Linked DNA regions of Ovis aries: region 2 is linked to region 1. A link is a contact called in public Hi-C data. All regions are on one chromosome and are shown on one strand. Each heading gives the region's core, a stretch centred on a gene start, on an enhancer-like site or on the middle of the called end of the contact. The rest is flanking DNA. Distances are from core to core; before and after follow the strand shown. Region 1 holds the start of NT5DC2 (5'-nucleotidase domain containing 2). Region 2 holds the start of NISCH (nischarin).

Region 1 (4,732 bases), core at 936-3,435:
GAAAACATGCCGGACATAGGAGGTCGTTGGAGGAGGGTAAGGCGGAACGAAGGCTGGAGCGCCCAGATGAAACCAAAGCCGCCCTGCCCGTCCTTGCTGAGTCCGACGGCCAGGTTGCCTTTCAATCCGGGTCTTGCACCGCCTCCACCGAGGTCAACAGTGGAGCCCGAAGCGGGTAAGGAGCTGGGCGCTGAGCTCCGACCCAGAACCTGGGGCGCCTCCACCAATAAGCGTGAGGCTGGACGCGCGGGTCCGCCAATCAGAATGTGATGGAGTGCGCATGCTCGATGAGGCCGAGCCCTGCAGGCGCCTCCACTCCTGCTCTTGGAGGCAGGGCGGGCCAAGGGGCGGGAACTCCCACGTGGCGTCGGCCAGGCCCCGCCCCCTGCCCGCCCTTGTGCAAGCTGGTACTCAGAGTTGGCGGCCGCGCCCCCTACTCTGCCACCGCCATCTTTTCTCTTAAAGTCCTGAGAGAAGTGATGACGCTGACTGATGTACTACTGAACGTGTACTGCACCATGCTCTAAAATACAGTCACACAACGCCTTGCATTTATTTCGTGATCGTGACTGATGCCTAGACTTCTAAAAATAACAGGATTTGAGATGCACTGTTGAAAGCTGAACTTTAGCATGACAAAAGTCTAAGTAAAAATCTTGTGGCAAACAACTATAACATTAATAAAAACTATCCTGTATGGGGCACTTACCGTTATTCCCAGACTACTAGACAATCTAAGAACATCAAACAAAAACTTAGAATTAATAAGAGTTTAGTAATGTAGACACAATATATAAAAACAGGCTGGAAAAGAGAGATCAAGCAGCAACTCTGGAAGGTAGCAGGGCCCGATGCTGAGCTGCCAGGCCCAAGGTGCTGCCTGGATAACCTGCCTTCTCCTGGGGCAAACCCTACCAAACCATGTGCACACACCGGCTTGGTGCCCACTCTAGCTTCTCTTGGTGGCTCTGCGGGCTGGACGCCACAGAGCGTCCATCTTCCACCCAGATGAGACTTATAGGTGGCCAAAGCCCCAGCACACACCTAGTTCACTGGGGCCCTGGGGGTGGGGGCCGCACCCACCCATCCCCACGGACCCACCTATGGCTTCCATTATCCTGTGCCAGCACTCGTCATATGACTGGCACTGTAGGTCCTCAGTCAAGGAGCAGGGAATAGCAGAATGTACACACACCCTTAAAGCCGGCGAGGCCACCGCGGAGAGCACCTCAAGGAAACAATGTCTAGCTAGCCAGCTCTCCACCGACAAGGCCCCGACAAGGCAGGTGCAGGGTAGGCCTGCTCAAGGTCCAGGACACGGATATTTGAGGAGTCAGACTCAGACAAAGAATCTGAGTGAAATAAACGCGGGTGGAGAGTGGTTCCCAGCAGGAAAGAGTAATTTCGTTTAAAATCCTGTTTGTTGATAGTGCTAGAAAAGCATCAGGGGTCCAAGCGGGGAAGCGAGGAGGGGTGCGGATCGGTGCGGCCATTTGCTGAGGTAGGAACCAGGCAGGCGAAGTCAGCCTGGCCCTCCGCCTCGCTCCACGTTAACAGGGTTCACCTGTGTGAGCAGAGAGACCGGAGAGCGAAGTGGCTGCTTCTGCGTCGGTTGCACTGCGTGTCCCGAGGTCTCACCCAGCGTGGGGCTGGCACCAGGGAGCGCGCGGGAAGAACTCTTTATTCTCTAAGTGAGTGAAACGGACTGGCATAGCCAGTCATGGGCGGGAGGCGGGGAACAGGACCCCGATTTCAGAAGTGGGGGAAGGGGCGGAGGATCTGAGGTCTGGAAGACAGGAGGTGGAGGAAGGGGCGGGAGGACCTAAGAGCAGAGAGGGAGAAGGAGGACTGGGGGTCCCAGCTAGACCCGCAGCACTCTGGCCCTCTCCTTTCCAAGCCCTGGCCGTCCGGAGCCTCGCGGGGACGGCCGTTCTTAGGAATTCCGACCTCCCGGGAGGAGGACAGAAAGAGCCGCTATGGCCTCAGCAGATACCGCAGGGGGGCGCAGACTTCTGGACCTCTCGGGAGACTGGGGGAAGGGGCCCGGCAGCCCGCCCCGCCCCGCCTCGCCCGGGACCTCCCGCCCCGCCCGGGCCGAGGGGCGCGCCCATTGGCGGACGGGCTCCGCGCGCCGCGCCCATTGGCCGGCCGCCGTGAGGGAGCACGAGGCCACCGTGGCGGGCGCGCAGTCGGAGGGGCGGCGGACTGGCCTGAGGGCAGAGGGCTGCGCGGGCGGCGCGCAGCGGGCATGGCGGGTGCGGGGCTGAGGGCGGCCGCTCGGCGCTGGATGCCGCGCCGAGACCACGGCGGGCCGCGAGCCGCCTCGTCCTCGCCCTCCTGCCCAGGTTGCGGCCCCCCGGGTCCCGGCGCCCACTGCCCGGGCGCCCCGCGCTCCGCGCCCGCCCCGGCGCCGGCCGGCGGCGCCGCCGAGCCCAGCGCACACCTGTGGGCTCGATACCAAGACATGCGGAGACTGGTGCATGGTAAGTGAGCCCGAGCGGGAGGAGCGTCGGGGGTGTAGCCCGAGCGGCGGCAAGCTCCAGGGCACCGCTTGCGAGTCGGCCGGGACACGCCGCTCCTCGGGGGAAGCGCGGTGGTGGGGCTCGCCTGAGCGCCTGAGCCCCAAGGCCCGGCTGCCCTTCGGGAGGGTGGTCCTGGGGACGCGTGGTCCTGGGGACGCTTGGAGGCGGGCGCGCGCGCGCGGGGTTTGTTCCTCCGCTGGTTCTCGGTAGCTCCGGGCTTCCTGGAGCGGCCGCCGAAAGGCGGGACCCCGCCGTCTTTTCTCAGAGTCCCACCGAAGCCGAAACGCCCCCAGCCCCTTGTTCTCTTCGGGGCCCTTAGTTGGGGCGGTAGTACTGGGGACAAAGCCGGCCGGCCGGCGGCGCTGGCCGGAGCGGACTCGGAGGGACTCTCGACCCAAAGATGCTGACTGGACTCTTCGGACGCCTCTAGAGTCGGCCCTCTCTGTCTAGGAAGAGAAGGCGTTGTTTGAGAAACAACACCAAGTCGTCCCAGCCCCCTGGAATCCAGAAGAGTTGCTGCTCCCTCGGTCGGGGCACTTTCTCCTCTGCCCTCTCCTGGGCAGATGAGGCCCCGGTGAGGCCGGAGGGCGGAGAGGGCTGGAGGTTTGTCCTGGTGTCGGGAGCCCTGCCTCTGCAGCGGACAGATGTGGTTGGCTCCGGGCCCTATCTCTGGCCAGCTGGGTGGCGCTCAGCGCGCCTCTCCCTCGCGAACCCTCGGTGTCTTACATCGGAAAACACAGTCCTGCCGGGGCCCCTGCCTCAGGGTTGTGGCGGTGACTCGGAAAGAGGCCAAGAAGGGACAGGGGAGCTTCCGGAGGAGCCCCCTCCCCCCGGGAGTGACGCGGCTTTTGTTATCTGTAAGGACAAACGTGGTCCTGTCCGGAAGATTCCGAGTGACTGATCTGAGGCTTCCGCTCCAGCAGTGTGAAGACCTGGGAGTGCTGGGTGGACAGGACTCACCTCTTGAGAAGCTGAGGCAGAACAAGAAAGACCCCCGAGAAACGGTGGTTTTGAAGTCCTTGGCCCTCTCTGAGGAAGGTCCCTACCTTACCCCCCTACTGGACAGAACACTCCCGGGGTGCCAGTGTGTGGAGATGTCTTTGCTGTGCGCCTCCAGAAGACCTTCTGTACAGCCGCCTGAGAAGCCTGTATTGTGTGTGTGGCAAGGAGACAGAGGGAGGTCTAGTGGGCTTTAGCTCTCCAGGGCCTGCCTGAATCTTCACATCTTCTCATAGACACCCAAGCTCCTCTTGATGTGATAAGGACAAGATCATTTCCAAGTTGCCCTGGTGAGTGCCAGGATGAACCAGCCCTACACACCTCATTCCTAACTCTCCCCTTCTGGCTGGTTTTTCTGGGGAGCAATTCTGGACATTGAGGCATGCTGATCCTGCTCAGTCACTTCTGACTGTTTGTGACCCCATGGGCTAGCCAGCCAGGCTCCTCTGTCTATGGTATTTCCCAGGCAAGAATATTGGAGTGGGTTGCCATTCCCTCCTCCAGGGGATCTTCCCAACCCAGGGATCAAACCCGTGTCTCCTAGTCTCCTGCATTGCAAGCGGTTTCTTTACCGCTGAGCCACCAGGGAAGCCGCAGGGGCATGCTGATGCCTGTGGGCAAAACTTTGTCAGGGAGCCAGGTCCCAGGCAAGCCCCCCCTTCCCCCCTTAACCCTGGCCTCAATGTGGCGACATTGGAAGGCTAGGCCAAGGGGCACAGTGATTGAGACAGGTGGGGTGACCTGAATTTAAATCTCAGCTCCATGGCCTACTGCTAGATGGGTTGGAGTAAGTGACTTTATCTCCCTAAACTCTGATTTCTTCATCTGGATGATGGAGGAATAAATGTGGCCACCTCGGGGAATTGGAGTGGAGACTGAGCAAGGGGAGGCTCGAAGGCAGGGGTCCACAGCCTCTGGGATGTAATGCCTGATGATCTGAGCTGGAGCTGATGTAGTAATAGAAATAAAGTACACACGAGATGTAATGTGCTTGAATCATCTTGAAACCATCCCCCCATCCCCCATGAAAAAATTATCCCTGGTGCCAAAAAGATTGGGGATCCAGAAGCAGCAGGAGAATGGCCCCCATGAGTGAGTCTCATGGCTGCCATGGGGAAGAGGTGGCCAGGAAGCTAGGCGTGGCACAGTGAGACCAGTGAACCTGGGGGGCTGGTACAAGGGGCAGCGTATCCTCACCTGTCTCTCTGCAC
Region 2 (4,939 bases), core at 126-2,625, 140 kb after region 1:
CAGAAGGGGGAGGAGAAAATAATCAACTCAACTGAAGCCTCCATTGAGGAGCAGGCCTGTTGCTCCAGGATCCGTAGGAGCCCCTCCACAGCCTGACCATTTCCCTCCCCCTCCTCCTGCCCAGGAAAGGAGAAAGAACCAGAAAAATGACCCTCAGGAGGAGGGTTAGGTTGAGGGCCAAGGAGGTGGGGTGAAGGCAGAGCCAAGCCCCCTTCCCCAACTCACCATGGTCCCAGAACAAAGGACAGGAGGCTGAGAGGTGCTCAGGCCACCCCCACCTTGGGGCCAGTCCCTGCTAGGCAGCCTACCAGGCCCATAGGCGCCCAAGCCCACCCAGACCCAGGAGGGCCTCCTACTTCATCACAGTCTGCGACTTCTCCCCTTTCTATCCTGCATCTCCTCCACAGCCTTGAAGTGTGCGTGGGCAGTGAGACGCTCTCTCTCACCCCCACAGTCCAAAGCCGTGAAGACCCCTAAAGTTCCGGGCTCTTGGACTCTCAGTCCTGAGCCACCCCCTCAATCCCCGGGGTCTGGGCTCCACTCGCCTCTATTCTTGTCTCTGCCTGAGCGCCCAGGCCCCCCAGATGCCCCCTTCACTTATGAGCAAATGTCAACTGCAACCCCAAGGGCCCCCAGACCAAGGCCCCGCCCCCTCTTTTTCTTCACGGCTTGCAGCGCCCTAACCCTTTCCGCTGATACCATCCGAAGACCCCCTTTCCTAATTCCCCTTCTCCGGGACCCCCTGTCATGTCCTCCCAGGCCGGCGCCCCTCCAGGGGAGCCTCCGCCTCAACCTGACCCCTCTCCTCTGCAGGCCTCCTTTATCCCTTGATCCTTCCCATTCCTAGCCTCCTTTTCTAAACGCATACCCTTCCTAAGCCCCCTCTCTGCGCCCCACCCCAAGACCCTTTTTCCAGACCCGCGGAGCCCAAGCGCCCGTTCCCCAGATTCTGCCATCCCAGGCCCCCTCCTCAAAGTCGCAGCGCCCCGACATCTTCCTCTCCAGCTGAGGGGCCGAGAAGCCCACCCCAACCCCCCGCCCCCGACTCAAGACTCCAGGTCCCAGTCGCCACCTCCAGTTCGGGAGCCCGGGCCCCCAGCACACCGTATACGTGTCCACGAGCTCAGAGCCCACGACGCGCGCCGTCTTGGCCGGCTCGGCCTCCCGCTCGGGCCCGAAGCTGCGCGCCGCCGCCGCCATGTTCCGGGCTCGGTCGCCGCCGCCGCCCGGCGCAGACTGGCAGCAGTAGGGGGCGGGGTCAGCGTCCCACCGCCCCCTGGCCCCCGCCGCCCCCCGCCCCCGGCGCGAGCCGTGCGGCCATGCCGGCCCCGCCGCCTTCTCGCGCCCCCGCCCCACTCCGCCCCGCGCACGTAATTGACAGCTGCGGCCCGCGGCGCGCGTGCGCAGGCCGCCTGGGACGGTTCGATTGCGTAATCGGTCCCCGGGGCCCCGCCCGCCGCGCGCCTTGCAGCTCGGGAGAAACCGAGGCTCGGGCAGGAATTGCTCTGGGCTCTGGCACTCGAAAGGGATGGCCCTGCACCTTCCGTGGCAAGTCACTGCCACGCCTGGCCTTAGTTTCCCTCTCCGCAAAAGCGACAGTAATTACATCTCACCTACCTCTTGGTCTCATTCCCTGGAGTGTGTTGAAGGAGGATCTGATTTGTAACTCTGAGCTAGTTCTTAACCTCTGCAAGACTCAGATATCTCTGTCAAATGGACTTTCTAGAGAATTGAGGGGGTTAATCCATGCAATGGCTGGCAGGCAAGGCAGGGAACTGGTATAGGCTCTGTGACTTCCCAGGTGGGTCAGTGGTAAAGAATCCGCCTGCCAAACAGGAGACGCAGGTTCCATCCCTGGGTCCGAAGATCCCCTCGAGGAGGAAATGGCAACCCACTCCAGTATTCTTGCCAGGAAAATATCCCATGGACAGAGGAGCCTGGCAGGCTACAGTCCATGAGGTCACAAAGAGTCAGGCATGACTGAGCCACTCAAAACCAGCTGCGTGAAGGACGTGGAGGGGTTAGGTGGAAAGGATATGTGCTGGCCATCTGGCACAACACCCCCAGATGGTATCCTACCAGAGCTCAAAATGAGGGGGTGACAGATTGGCGCTGGACTCAGGAACTACAGTGCTGGAAAAGGGAAGCATGGGCACAGAGAAGGAGCCCTAACCCAGGTCCAGAAGAGGTAGTGACCCAACTGGAGAGGGAGAGTCTCACACAGACGAGGCATCTGTTGGTGTATTTGTTGACTGGTAGAGTGCATTTCAGCCTAGACCTAGTACTTTTCTCCCTGAGGAGATGACAGGTCTGGGGAGCGGCTCCTCTGGCACCCTTGGCAGAAGGGCTCCAAACTGCACTCTCTTGAGGTAGGCCAGTGCCTTCCTTCTCCACGAGTCCCACAGCACCACGATCCGAGCTTGGCACTCAACGCTTCTCTTGGCAGGGTCCTCCACTCCCAGCTTCTTTTTGCATACTGCTGCAGGAAAGTGAAGTCACTCAGTCGTGTCTGACTCTTTGCGACCCCAGGGACTGTAACCTACCAGGCTACTCCGTCCATGGGATTTTCCAGACAAGAGTACTGGAGTGGGTTGCCATTTCCTTCTCCAGGGAATCTTCCCAACCCAGGGATCTAACCCGGATCTCCCACATTGCAGGCAGATGCTTTACCATCTGAGCCACTAGGGAAGCCCAGAGGGGTTTAGTTTAAGTCAGGAGCTGCCAAGTCAGCCAGACCTGAGCAAGTCACCACCCCTCCAGGAGCCTCACCCACCTCCTTGGTTGGATAAGAGTTGTGTTGCTGATCTGGGGGCCTGGCCTGGGGGCCTGGCCTTGCAGCTCCTGCCTGTCCTGGACTCATGTTTTCATTCATTCCAAAAACCTTTCCAGAGAGTCTCCTGGGGGAATGGGGGACAGAGGGAAAGAGCTCTGGTCCTGTAGCCCTTCATCTGCTCCTTGCCCTGGGCAGAGGACACAGGGACTCAGGCCAGTGTGAGATCACCAGGGCCAAGGGGAGGGAGTAGAGGATATTGCAGGCAGGGGTGGGCTGGGTCGGGAATGCGGCGGGGCTAGGCTATTTAAGCCCAGGGCCGCTGGCAACCCCAGCAGCCTGCCCTGTGAGCCGCCAGTATGGATGACATCTACAAGGCTGCGGTAAGGGATGGGCCTGGGCAGGGCTGGGGTGGGCATACCCTTTGGGGCCTGGGGTGGGCGTACCCACTGGGGGCTCAGGGGCAAGGTCACCCTAAGGAGGTGGTAGGGACCCAGGATAGAGTCCAGTAACTTTCAGCCTAGACCTTCAAGGGGCCGGTTGGTCTGGCATTCCAGGGTGTAGAAGGGGTGAAGAGTTTAGGATCTGGGGGGAACTATCAGGGTTGGTGGAGGAGGACATCAAAGCTATAGCATCATGTCCAGCCCGGTCTCCAAATGTCTGTAGCCTGTGTCACTGTCTCTGGGACACACCTCTCTGCATTTGTGTGTTTGGTCTGTCTCTTTGTTCCTCCCAAGCTCTCCTTCTGAGGCTCTGTGGCTGTTTCCCTCTCCGCATTGCTGCCCCTCATATTTGGCTCCTCACCCATCCAATCCCCCACCACCCCCTTGGCTGGCTGAAGGTGCTCTGGAGGGTGGGACAGGGGTTGTGAGGAGGGGGCTGCAGAGGGCTCTGAAGCTTGATGCAGGCACAGAGGGACTAGGAGGGAATAACAGACCTGGGGCGCAGCCCCTGTTCAGCCTGGCAGGCTCAGGGCTCAGTGGCTCAGCTAAGGGGAAGGGCTAGAGGGTGGTCACCTTTTCTTGGTCACCCCAAGTCCCTGCAGGGGCCACTGAGGGGCTTCAGATGCTATTCCAACCTGGGAGTGGGGGTGTTGCTGACCTCCGTCCACCACAGAGACAAGGACATCTGACCCAGACAGCTGCGCGCAAGGGAACCCCTACCTCAGCTCCAGGAAGTACGGACCCCCTCCTGGGCAGGAAAGGCTACAGCTGGCTCTGGGGGTGCCCCTGTCTTTCCTGCAGGAGTCTGTGGAGCTGGGAGAGGGGCAGCCCTCCACCCCGTGCCCATACAAGGCCTGGCGGACCAGGGACTAATTTTGGCTCTTGAGACACCAGGAGGCCAAGGGGCCAGATAACGCTGCCCCACCCCCTGCATGCCAGAGTCCCCAGAACAATCACCAGGTTTAACTTTGTCCCCCGTTAAAAATAGCCCAGTGGCCACCGGTCAGGTTACAGCGGGTGGCTTTGCCTACCCCCGCTGTGGTTTTATTGTCCGAACCTGAGGGACAGCTGCCCCTCCGGCCACCCAGCTTGGGTTTCAGCAGGGGGGCTGAAAGGACACTGAGAGGCCAACTGGCTATTGTTATTCGGGGTCACCTTGGTCCTGGAGAGGGCGCCCACCTGCCACCCTGGCCCTGAGCCCAGCCTCAGGGAGGTGAGCTGGGTCACCTCAGGGCTTGGGGACAGGCTGGGAGAACTGAGGCCTCTGCTCTGTGACCTGGGAATGGCCTGCCTCTTCCCGGCTTCAGTCTTCCCACCTGTGGAATGGGCTGGTTTCCTCGACAGAAGCCAAGGTCTGAGCCTGAGACTTCTTTTCTTCTCTAGGTAGAGCAGCTGACAGAAGAGCAGAAAAATGGTGAGTGCCCCAACATGGCTGTGGGGAAACAGTGGGGCCCAGCTGGGGGAGCGTGAGGACCCCAGGCTGCAGGCCCGAGGCTGGGGTCCCCCTCCCGGTCACCCCAGAGGTCTCAGAGGGGAGCAGCAGGTTAGCAGGCGGCCCTCGGCGTCTGGCCTTCAGGGTTCTTGACTGAGCCATGCTGCTCTGCTTCCCCTCCTCTCCTCCTGGACACAGAGTTCAAGGCAGCCTTTGACATCTTCGTGCTGGGCGCTGAGGATGGCTGCATCAGCACCAAGGAGCTGGGCAAGGTGATGAGGATGCTGGGGCAGA

What was found. Hi-C and Micro-C count contacts between places; a contact is called where the count stands out from the background.
Region 2: a Hi-C map of blood shows a contact between it and region 1, with 2.9 times the contacts expected there. The contact joins the promoter of NISCH here to the promoter of NT5DC2 in region 1. A contact is called at or near these places in 8 of 16 Hi-C or Micro-C datasets (blood, hypothalamus, liver and 4 more).

What each region holds. Positions count from the first base shown.
Region 1 is chr19:48,372,565-48,377,296 of ARS-UI_Ramb_v3.0, forward strand. NT5DC2 (5'-nucleotidase domain containing 2) reads left to right here and starts at 2,186. Exons shown (of 14, transcript XM_027958322.3): 1 at 2,186-2,483. The coding sequence starts at 2,249. LOC101110881 (ubiquinol-cytochrome-c reductase complex assembly factor 5) reads right to left here and starts at 161. Exons shown (of 4, transcript XR_003586133.3): 1 at 1-161.
Region 2 is chr19:48,509,835-48,514,773 of ARS-UI_Ramb_v3.0, forward strand. It overlaps NISCH (nischarin), which reads right to left and starts at 1,376. Exons shown (of 22, transcript XM_042236121.1): 1 at 1,105-1,376. The coding sequence starts at 1,200. LOC121817243 (a long non-coding RNA gene) reads right to left here and starts at 3,008. Exons shown (of 2, transcript XR_006057067.2): 1 at 2,774-3,008; 2 at 2,224-2,476. TNNC1 (troponin C1, slow skeletal and cardiac type) reads left to right here and starts at 3,104. Exons shown (of 6, transcript XM_004018400.4): 1 at 3,104-3,153; 2 at 4,597-4,627; 3 at 4,844-4,939. The coding sequence starts at 3,130.